2 separate regions of the Mus musculus genome follow, and region 1 is linked to region 2. The links are chromatin contacts, called in public promoter capture Hi-C maps. All regions are on one chromosome and are shown on one strand. The core of a region is the stretch at or near the end of the contact, and the rest is flanking DNA. Distances in the headings are between cores, read along the strand shown. Region 1 holds the start of Spryd7 (SPRY domain containing 7). Region 2 holds the start of Mtmr6 (myotubularin related protein 6).

Region 1 (5,700 bases), core at 3,161-5,660, 1.3 Mb before region 2:
GATAAATGTCTGGGCAGTGGTGGCACATGCCTTTAATCCCAGCACTTGGGAGGCAGAGGCAGATGGATTTCTGAGTTCAAGGCCAGCCTGATCTACAGAGTGAGTTCCAGGACAGCCAGGGCTACACAGAGAAACAATGCCTTGAAAAACCAAACCAAACCAAAACTGATAAATGATTTTTGTTGTGGATTGTCCTGGTGCTGTTTGTATTTTGATGCTAATTCTGCTTCCCCAAGAGGGGCTGCCTGGGATGAGGAGTGAATCTTGTTCTCAGGTGACTTCATGTCAACCTTCTTCTCATTTTAACTTGTAAAATAAAGGCTAGAGCTGATGATTGGACAGTAGAAGGGAAGGTGACGCTGGAAAGTTTTAGGGAGAATGAGGAGAGGGAGGAGGGAGAGGAAGATGGAAGTGGAAGAGGTGGAAGGAAAATGGGGCAGAAGCAAGTGGAAGCCTGGAGAAACTGCAGGTTATAAGGGATCTCCTAGCTGGGGAATACAGTAGTGTAGTGGTAGATCTGCCCAATCTAGGCGGGCAATTTCTACTCATATTGAGTTGTGTTTTCATTGCACGGGCCTATTTGGGTTGGAGATTTAGCACAACATGATTTATTAATTATTTTATTCACTTACATTTCAAGTGATTTCCCCCTTCCCAGTTACCCCTCCACAAACCCCACATCCCATCCCCCATCTCCCCCCTCCCCTTTGCCTCTGTGAGGGTGCTCCTCCACCCATTCAAGCACTTCCACCTCAAGGCTCTCACCTCCCCCACGCTGGGGCATCAAGCCTCCCTCCCCTCCCATTGATGTCAGAGAAGGCCATCCTCTGCTACATATGTGATAACTATGTGCTACATATGTGTTACACTCAGCCAAGCGTGTTTAAAGCCAGCTGTCAGCCACCCGCTGTACACACCCAGGGACTCACCTGCTCAGAGCTCAGGTCAGGGATGCAGACAGATGTCTCTGCTGCCTGGTAGTCATTCTTTGTTATTGCTTTTGACTTAGATAAACAACTTTCTAACTACTGAGAGCCTTCTTTTGTAGGCTTTATTTGTGACTGTTATTTTAAGTGATGGTGAAAGACTGTCAGAATATCTGCTTTTCAAAAAGAACTGGTAACACCTTTGAAAGTAAAAAAAAAAAAAAAAAAAAAAAAAAAAAATAGAACCCAAATACAAGCAAGCCTATGAGCTCATCAACACTCACCTGCCAAGACTGGGAGGTCTGTTCCAGGAGCAAACCGGTTTTGTTTGCCTCACTCTGCTGAGGGCACCCGAGTTTCGATTAGTAAGGGCAAAGTATGTTGGGCAGTGTCCTAACAAATTACTTTTCCAACCAGGAAAGACTATGGGATTTCTGCCTCTCTACATTAGTGGCCTATTCAGAGCCATTTAACAGTCTTTAATTAAAGATGTGACCAATTATTAAATATCTAACACATTTACTTCTTTTAATAACACTTCTAAGCAACAGGTTTGGTTTATAAAACAATTTTTTGAAACAGTTTATTATGATTATTTTTAAAATGTGAGCCATTAAACCATGTAGAGATAAGTCTGCAGAAACAAAACATACTTTAAACATGAAAAAGTAGAGTGTGTGAGATCTTGATTGTTCCGGCACATCTTCATTACGAGATAGCAGCCAATCCCTCACTTCAGTTAGAGTGAGCCTCCCAAAGCCAGCCTCATTGCAGATCCCAACTTTTTTTTTCATTTTTCGAGGCAGGGTTTCTCTATATAGCCTTGGCTGTCCTGGAACTCACTCTGTAGACCAGGCTGGCTTCGAACTCAGAAATCCGACTGCCTCTGCCTCCCAAGTGCTGGGATTAAAGGTGTGTGCCACCATGCCTGGCTAAGATCCCAACTTCTATGTTATCTTCTGTCATTTGCCCTTCAAAGCTTTCCTTTAGGGTTAAGATGGCTGTATGAATGGCATCTTCCAGTTCTAGGTCTTCATCATATCTTTTCTCAAGGACAGTTTTCCAGTTCACATAGTTCTTTCTCATTGCTGTGGCCTTCCAGGCAAAGCAAGATGGGTCTGACTGAAATAAAGACGGTGGTCTCTCATTCCACCCACAGATAAGTAAAGAAACACTGAATGGACGAACACCACCTGCCTGCATGTACTCCTGCATCACAGGTGCTGCCCTCTGTACCAGCTGGGCTGTGGGAATGGGATCTTGGTAAACAAGTAGTATTGCTGAGCAAGTTTCCGGGCTCTGTGTACAAGTGCTCTGTAATCGGGGCCCATGCCACTATACACCACACCGATGTGTTTGGTTATGGGCTCCACCTTGTGAACACTCCTTTCATCATACAGGATGGATTTCTGCTTTTTTTCTCAGTTGCTAATACTACGCCATTTGCAGCTTTAATTCCCACTGAAGGGGCCCCTCCAGCTACTGCAGCCAAAGCATATTCAATCTGGACAAGCTTGCTAGATGGGCTGAATGTAGTGTAGTCAGCAAGAAGCTGTAACTGCGCTCTGCCATCTTTACCTGGAAAGTCGGACATAAAACAAATTTTATTTACATATGTTATAGCAGATTAGCTAATGTGAAGACTAATGAAACATGCAAAAAAAAATGAAGCACAAATTTGCATTTTTTAACCGAATATTTTTAGAGGGTTGTAACCTTAATTTTAAGTTTAAACTTTAAAATCTGAGATGCTAAAAGATGTGGTGAAGCAAATAAAGGGCTGGAGTTGGACCCCTGGGGTTTGTATCATACTTTGTATATTTTCTACCTTTGTGAAATTGCACAGTCATTTAACCTATTTCTTCATCTATAAAGTAGGGACAGTATTGAGCTTGAAATGTTGCAAAAAGTCTATCGTGTGGTGTGTGTGTGTGTGAGAGAGAGAGAGAGTGAGAGAGAGAGAAAGAGAGGATTATCAAGAGTACTTCAATAGATATAGAGGCAGTGAGGGAGAGGGGATAGTCTGAAATTATTTTAGCAATTACTTTGGGTATTAATTCTGTAATAACTAAGTCTCAAAGTAAAAAAAAGCCTTGGATATCTCCCTTAGTATCATAATATTTATTTATGTATTTGTTTATATTTTATGTGCATTGGTGTTTGAGGATGTCAGATCCCCTGGAACTGGAGTTGCAGACAGTTGTTGTGAGCTGCCATGTGGTTGCTGGGCATTGAACCCAGGACCTCTGGAAGAATAGCCAGTGCTCTTAACTGCTGAGCCATCTCTCCAGCCCTAAAAATATTTTTATAAATAGAAGAAACCAAAGTCTGAAATTTTTCCCTCATCCTATGGCTAAAAATCTCAATAAAGTATATTTACACTCAGGTGACTAAAAGGTTATGTATGGGAAACCATTACTAAAGAATTGGGAATTTTTGTTCAGTTTTCCAGGATTTGATGAAGACCCAGAAAACTTCCAGGGTGGGAATCTTATCTTGGAAGAGAGGTTTGAGCCAGATTCTGTTGGGACACCATGGGGTGTGAGGGATAACGACAGACAGATAACAAGTGACCCCCACTGGGGCCTTCCTTCGATATGGTAATAGGAAGCAGCAGACCCCCGTAAGAGCTGAGTTTCTCTTCACCCTCTCTCAGGGCATTCCCTTCACATTTCTAGGAACCATTGGTGCACCAGAAAGCTGAGTAAGACTGTCTGATCGGAAAGCAAGCCTGAAGACCTGAGTTCGATTCCCGGATCTCCAAGGTAGGGGGAAGAAAACCTATTTCTGAGAGTTGTCTTCAGACCTTGCCGTGGCACGAGAGCGCCTGAACGCACGTCCTGAGCACGAATATACAATAATGACTTTTTAAAAAGTCGTCTTTCGGCCCTGTCCCGACCCCTTCCCGTAGTCCCCTCATAAGGGTGACTGCTTGCAAGTCCTGGGTCCACGCAGCAATCAACCCAATGATAAACGCCGGTGCATGGAAAATGCGAAGAGCCTCGCCGCACACCCAAAGACCGGGTCCTCGGAGTCTGCGTGGCAGGATGCGGAGAGCCGGAGAGTTCCGACGGAAAACTCCCGGGCGTTTTATTAGCTCCATGCCCAAAGGAGGTCTGCCGATCCCTAAAAATCACTGCGGAGCCGCCCCAGGCAGCTACCAGTAGCGCGCCGACACAGCACGGAGCTACTACGGAGGCTGAGGCGGTCAGGGCTGGAGTTCCAGACCCTATAAACAGCACAGAAGGCCCTGTCAAACCAGCAACAACCACAGCCGCAGGGAATCCCGACGACTCTCAGCTCCACCATTCACCTGCCAGCCACAGGGCCTAGGGGAGGACGCCGCAGCACGCCTGCGCACGCCGCCACGCCCACCCCATGTCAGTCAGGCCACTGGCCACGCCCACTTTCAGAAACCCGGACCTTTTCCCCAACTCCGCCCTCTTCCAGGCGTCAGGCCACTGGCCCCGCCCTCTTTCAGTCAGTCAAGCCCGGGCCCCTGCTCGGCTCTCTACAGCGCCCTGCCCACCCGCCACACCCTCTTTGACTTGGGCTGGCCGCTGGCCCCGCCCACCTCCCGACACCGCCCCGCCCCTCCGGGCGGTCCTCGCTCCTTCGCCGGGGGACCTCGCCTCAGTCTCCGCTTCGCCTCCCGGCCCTGGCGTCGCTGTGCGGGCTGCGAGGCTCCCGCGACCCAGAAGCACTCGGGCGCGGGCGGAGCGGTGGGGCTGTGTAGCTACGCCATGGCCGCGTCGGCGTGGTGCTGCCTGCGCTGCTGCAGGGACGGCGGGACTGGCCACATTCCTCTCAAGGAGATGCCGGCCGTACAGTTGGACACGCAGCACATGGGTAAGGGCCTCCCGACTGGACCCAACCGCCCACCGAGGGCCGAGGGAAATGGGGCGGGGACCACGTGACCACGCAGCCCCCTGTGGCCTCTCTGGCCTCGGTCATCGGGCATGGGCTGTGCCAGCCTCCCAGGGCTGAATCTCTCAGAGAGGAGTCAGGTGTTCCCAGGTGAGGAAGCGGGGGCGCTCGCCCGCCCGCCCGCCATCAGTGCCCGGGTGTCGAGTGTCACCTAGTGTTTGCTGAGTCCTGTCTTCAGCACTATCAAATATAGGCTGAAGCTTGTTCTGGGGGAGTAATTTTCCCCTCACTTCCTGAAGCCCAAACAGGGCCGGTTGCAGAAGCCTGGAGTAGAGCCTCAGGTCGTAACAAGCCACTTCCACTAAAATCTCCATTGCTGGACACCTTAGTCACTGTTGGGAACGCTGTAATTTTATCTGACTCTCGCCATCGGGCCAAGCGATTGCAAAATAGAACAGTGCTCCTTCTCATCCATTTTTTTCCAGTTCCCAATGGCTTTATAATTAATTTAATAATAATTTCTCATCCAACATTCCCCCCCCCCTGTAGCATCTTTTTCTACATAGGATTACTTCAGTTCTTAGACCCTTTCCAAGCTTCTGGAATATTATCCAGGCAGATTTCCCAGAATAATTATTTCAGTTAGAGTGCTGTCTTTTTGTGTATTATTACAATAAACTAATGCATTTTTTGATTTCCCCAAATACCTCATTGTCTAAAAGACTGTATTTAAGTAACACAAGCATTCTTAATATCTACAACAAAACTCTTTTCTGCCCAGATAATCTACAAGTCTGGAAACATTGCCCATTATATTTTCTATTGCAGTACTATACGCAGTCGTCGTTTACTATGGTGTACAGTGCCACCACAAATTTACAGTCTCTAGTACAGAATTTCAGTACTA
Region 2 (5,971 bases), core at 604-3,103:
AAACGCCTCCTTGCCACAACAGTGACACAAAATAACAAAGGCAGTCCCTTAAGAAGCAACTTCAGTTGGAAACCAACTGGAAATCTCTTAACCATTAAAAAAAGACATAAAAGGTCAGATCTAAAAGGTGAGCAAAAAGCAGCCTTACCTAACAGCAGCATGGGCCTACCAGGAAGACAGTAAGGTTTAATCAGGAACAACCTTCAAGATCATAAAAATGACAGCTATACACCCCAAAGGCCAGATCGGTTCTTCATAAACTGACGGAGGTCATTTTGTAACTAATGAAGGGAATCATCTAGATTTTCCCACCAGTGCTCACTTAGTGATCAGGGTGTTTTTAGTTCACTGGATTCTGTTTGCTTTCACTGATGTGTGTGTGTGTGTGTGTGTGTGTGTGAGAGAGAGAGAGAGAGAGAGAGAGAGAGAGATTCTCAGCAGCAAACAAGCAATGAGGTTCAGAGTAGAAGGCAGTTTCTGAGCCGACAGCTGTTAGGGCCCTGTGACAGGGACAAGAAGGGCTCCCATGCTCACTCTCATTCTCTTCCCTGCCTTAGCACCCTCTGCTGTACATCGAATCATCCTCCCATTTTCAAATTTTAAATGTCAGCAACTTAAACGTTCCTTCTCTTTAAATAAATAAATAAAATCTGCCAAGCAGTGGTGGTGCACACCTTTAATCCCTGCACTTGGAATCAAAGGAGGATAGCTCTCTGTAAATTCAAGGCCAGCCTAGTCTACAGTGCAAGTTCCAGGACAGCCAGAGCTACACAGAGAAACCTTGTCTCAAAAAAACCAAAATTTTGGAAGAGGAGCACCTCCACATTTCCTACAAATAGTATAGGCAAACTCCAAAATAAATCCTAACAAAAATTCATGTTATGTTATCCATAACATCAAGGACTGTGAAGCGTTTTAAAGAATAATGAAGAAAAAAATGCAGTTTATTCCCAAATGACCTGTAACTTTAAGACCTTTAGGACAGACAGTAAGTGACAGTTAAGGCTCTGGCAAAGCCCAGAGAGGTGTTTTTCCTCATCTTAAAAGGTCATTCACGCCCTTTGATCTCCATTTCTGTTTTGGCCCTTTCTGAGGCTGAAGTTTGGCCATTCTCTGAATTCTTCTCACACAGAAAAATTAAGCACGGACTTGACAAACAAGCTCAGTTATAGGAAAGTTCCATGGACCTTTTACAATATGACACAGCCTTTCTTTCCCCTTCTGCATAACTGCTGTCAAGTTGGCTCCCTACACTTAAGACAATGCCTAAAGTTGGAAGCACAGAAGTATCAACTCTAAGTGTCTGGAGAACTAGAAAAGTGAGTGGCCTCGGATGCGCTAATATTTGCACCGCGGAAAAGAGCGGGCGGGGCACTTAAACCAGAGCAAGACTGGTTCAAGAACAGCACAGCACTGATGGATAACTGGACCCACCAGCCTGGGGGCGAGCCAGGCGGCGATCGGCCGAAATCCCCCAAAGTAAAAAGCAGCCCCAGTCTTGTCCAAAAGAGCAAAGCTCGCTGGGCGGCCACCGTTTGCCGACTCCCCAAGCACCTCCTGCCAAGGCGCCTGCGCTGTCCACACGGCCTCCGCACCCCCAAACTGCCGGCCCTCAACGGAGGCCCCGCACCCCCAAACTGCCCGTCCGCCTCTGCCCAATGGACCCCGGCAGCTGCGAGGATCTCCCGCCGACTACCTTGGTTGTCCGGATGTGCTCCATCCCGGGGCGACGCCCGCAGGCAGCTGGCCTCAGGAGAGCACCATCGGGAGAGAAACGGGGCGGTGACAGCCACCCGCAGGAACTCCCTCAACCCGGCAGCGTCAGCCACCCCCGCCGCCGGTGGCACTGCGCAGGCGTCATCTGAGAGCTCTGTCGCCTAGAAACACTTCCGCAAATCTTAGCTTCAGAGGGGATCCTGACAGCCGGCTGAGTGTCGCCCATAGAGAGCGTATGCTAGCTGGGCCACATGCATGGCCTGTTGTACAGCGCCCTCTCTGATGGAGGACTGGTATTGCCCCGGCCAACCAAGCTAACCCACATGTTCAGCTAGACAAGGATCAGCAAGAGGGACTAGAAGCTTTTTCTAGGTTTAAAGATATTCCTTTTCCTGACCAAAAGGAATTTTCCAGTGAGTGCGAGACTGGATACCTCTAAATTCCAGGTTAAATTACATTTAGAAACTCATGGAGCACTGGGCTCCTGTAATGAACTATTAAATTCTATTATGATTATCAGTATTAAGTTTGAGTACATTTTGTATGGTCTTTGTTACCAAGGGGCAGGATATTACTCTTACAGGCTTATAGATAAGGCTGCACTTTAATTTAAGATGCTACATGAATGTCTTTTTTTAATTTGAAAGATATTGCTCAGGGTTGGAAAGATGGCTTATCTGTTAAGTTCTTTTTGTTTAAGTTTTTTTTTTTTGTTGTTTTTTTTTTTTTTTTTTTTTTTTGTATGTGAGTACACTGTAGCTGTACAGATGGTTGTGAGCCTTTATGTGGTTGTTGGGAATTGAATTTAGGGACCTCTGCTCGCTCTGGCCCAAAGATTTAATTATTGTTATAAATAAGTACACTGCAGTTGTCTTCAGACACATCAGAAGAAGACATCAGATCTCATTATGGATGGTTGTGAGCCACCATGTGGTTGCTGGGATTTGAACTCAAGTCCTTTGGAAGAGTGGTCAGTGCTGTTACACACTAAGCCATTTCAACAGCCCATCTGTTAAATTCTTATTAGAAACTTTTCTGATCTTTGTCTTTTGTAAATAAACAAAAATGGCTGGGATGGGCAGTTTGCCTTCCTAACGGGTAGCTGGTGTGCTCTCTCCTTGCTTCTCTGGCTGCCTCCTGCAAAAGACCTTTCAATTAAACCAACACTTTTAAACTGTTCATGGCAACCCTGGGGACCAGGAGCTGACCAAAACTTGATTAAAAACGCAGCCTATCTCTGGCTTTGCTTCTGGAATAAGCTTTGGGTCTCAAATCTCTACAACTGTACTTTGCTGTGTTCATGACAGTAACTGCCTCAGATCAGATTTCATCTACTATGTGTTATGAATTGTGGTGTCTTTACAGTTTGTACAAACATTGCTACTCTTATAGAAAGAGCAGTTTGATTACAGAAAGCAAAACTTTTCATATTTTCCTATTATTCCTTAGTATATATCAAATTAGTGTATCTTTGAATTGAGCTGTATCAGAAAAACATATCTATCTCTGTTCTACTCATAATTAAGTAGTAAAGATGTATGTGTACAAAAGAATTGTTTGTAAAAATAAATTTACCTTGTATGCTGGGGCATGACTTTAATCCCAGCACTTCAGAGACAGAGGCAAGTTGTTGCCTGTAAATTTCAGAGCATGCTGTTCCACATAGTGAGACTGTAACAAAAACAAACAAGCAAAATATTATCAGCAAATGTTTGATTTGTACACCTATTGTAAGTACCTATATAACCAAAGATAAATAAAAGTTTTTCTGCTGAAAAGGGTTCACGATTTAAAAATGTTTAAAAGATTTCCAAACAGGCCACCCTTAAGCTCTATCAATCAACTTTATTTGGTTTTGGTTAGTCTTCATTTCCTCCATAAGCAAGTCTTTTTTTTTAAACATATTTTTATTAGATATTTTCTTGATTTGCATTTCAAATGTTATCCTCTTTCCTGGTTTTCCCTCTGAAAATCCCCTATCCCCTCTTCCCTCCCCCTGCTCACCAACCCACCCACTCCTGCTTCCTGGCCCTGGCATTCCCTACCCTGGAGCATAGAGCCTTCACAGGACCATGGGCTCTCCTCCCATTGATAACCAACTAGGCCATCTCTGCTACATGTGCAGCTGGAGCCATGAGTCCCACCATGTGTACTCTTTAGTTGGTGGTTTAGTCCCTGGGAGCTTTGGGGGGATACTGGTTGGTTCATATTGTTGTTCCCCCTATGGGGCTGCAAACCCTTTTGGCACCTTGGGTCCTTTCTCTAGCTCCTTCATTGAGCAATTCTTTTAATAATTTGAGATCTTTCACAAAAACATATTTTTAAAAGGAGAACTTAAGTTAATGTTTGTCAGAAATGCAGTAACTATCAGTAAGAATCTGGCCAAATAACGAGATCTGATTAGGAAGCGGGAGCCAAGTTATAGTGAGCTATCTTTAGCCCCCCAAATAGTCACCAACTTATTGTCCATTTTTGCGTGTGACCTAACACCCTTATGACTGTTGTATTTATCCTTTTAGAATGTACAAAAAAGATCCCTAGCTTCCACCAACCCAAAGGCTAATACTGTTGTCAGAGAGCATCTGAGACCAAAGCAGAGACTGGTCTGCCTTGCTGTAATCTGCCTTCTGGATGTTTCCACTGATATAGCTGCAAAATGGCTTGACATATAACATTCTTTGTTCTATTAGTATAAAAGTTTCATACATTTCCTAACATGTTATAGCATGGTATTTGAGGTAACCTGGGTATGTGTCCCTTGAACATGTGTAGCCTCCCTTAAGCCTGAAGCAGGCTGAGTCAGAACTTGACCTTGCTGCCACTAAGGAGATTATCTAGAGTGGAGCTTTCCTCCTGCCTGTTTCCAACTACGGCCATCTGCCTGTTCATTGATTTACACCCTTTCATTTCTCTCACCTAAAAAGCAGCTTCTGAAAGCTGCGGCCGACTGCCTGCTGCATTCCTAGATTCTGATATCACTGCTGAACCTAAGCGAATCCAGCGCACGGGTCAGCACGCTGTTCCAGCTTAGTACCACACCCTTAGCAACCTTTTACCCGTTGCTTCGTGCCCCGGTACAAATTTTCTTTAATTCTTTTATTCTTCCATGGAGCTCTAAACCAGCAGTGTTTCTTCCAGTATCTTCTGCCTTTCCCAGGCCCCGCGTGGGATGCCAAATTGTTGCGAGCCGGCTAGCGGCTCACATGTCCGGGTTCAAGCCTGGGAGGCAACCTGGAGCTGAAAGAAAAGAGGGAGCTTAGGTGGGTTGAGAAATAATAGAACCAAGACAACTAGTCTGCTCAAGGTTCAAATGTTTAATGGCAGACACGCTTTATAAAGGAGGGGGAATCTGGCTCTAGAATTAACTTGTTAAGGCCTAAATAAAATGTTAAGGTCTGAATAACTGTTATCTGTCTAGCCTGACGTTTGGTATGGTTACCAATGTCATAAGAAAACTTTTTCATATGTTGTTACTGCTGTTACTAGGATGTTCTGTGCTTTGGTGTTCTTGGAAAACAATCACAATAGAAGTAAGTTAGAACTGCTTTCTATAGTCAGTCATAACAAGCTTGGGCAGGAACCAACCACCCAGCAACACTTCCTGCACCTATGTTGAGCTTTTAAGGTATTTGCCTTTATAAGCTGTCCCTGGGATGGACCCCACCATAAGAGAGACACCTGCATCTATTTAGAATAAGGCATCCACTTTGAATAGGGATCAAATAAAGTTTAAATATCCAAGACCTCCCTGGGAACTGAAAGACATGCACATGGGTAGCAGACATCCTGGTAGGAAGTTAAGACATGAATGTTAGGCAAGACAAGATCCCTGTACAGTTGAATACCCCAACCAATGCGAGTAAGATTAAATATACAACAAAGACATGTTCCTAGGGAAATCCCCTATCCCTAAATCCTGATGAGTGGAATAACTTGGAACGAATTGATTCAGCATTGCAGCCAGCTCCCGACTGACCTGTGGCCATGATTGATCAGTCCTGGGGCATAGCTCAATAAACTATCCATGTCTGACTGAGATCGGTGTTCATGTGGCTTATGCAGTGACTCCTGGACCCCAACAAACTCTTATTCTCTTTGAGAACTGTTCTTATGTTGGTAAAATGTGAATCATCAAAATATGTCTATTGTGTACAATTCAACCAAATGTAAGACAGTGCTAGGTCCCTTTCCTTTCTGTTTTTGAAGATGGAGAGTAATGTACTTCTGATTCTCTAATTAAAAATATCCTTTAAAC

The links. Promoter capture Hi-C pulls out the DNA fragments that hold promoters and counts their contacts.
Region 1: a promoter capture Hi-C map of pre-B cells shows a contact between it and region 2, with 4 times the contacts expected there. The contact joins the promoter of Spryd7 here to the promoter of Mtmr6 in region 2. A contact is called at or near these places in 2 of 39 promoter capture datasets (the C10 cell line and pre-B cells), 2 of 484 Hi-C or Micro-C datasets (CD4 T cells and uterus), 1 of 115 datasets of contacts at active chromatin or transcription factors (thymic regulatory T cells) and 1 of 9 other capture datasets (adipose tissue).

What each region holds. Positions count from the first base shown.
Region 1 is chr14:61,555,596-61,561,295 of GRCm38.p6, reverse strand. Spryd7 (SPRY domain containing 7) reads left to right here and starts at 4,410. Exons shown (of 5, transcript NM_025697.4): 1 at 4,410-4,775. The coding sequence starts at 4,670. It also overlaps the pseudogene Gm4118.
Region 2 is chr14:60,261,087-60,267,057 of GRCm38.p6, reverse strand. Mtmr6 (myotubularin related protein 6) reads right to left here and starts at 1,853. Exons shown (of 14, transcript NM_144843.4): 1 at 1,697-1,853. The coding sequence starts at 1,720. It overlaps Gm38641 (a long non-coding RNA gene), which reads right to left. Exons shown (of 3, transcript XR_874661.1): 2 at 4,633-4,953; 3 at 3,151-3,387.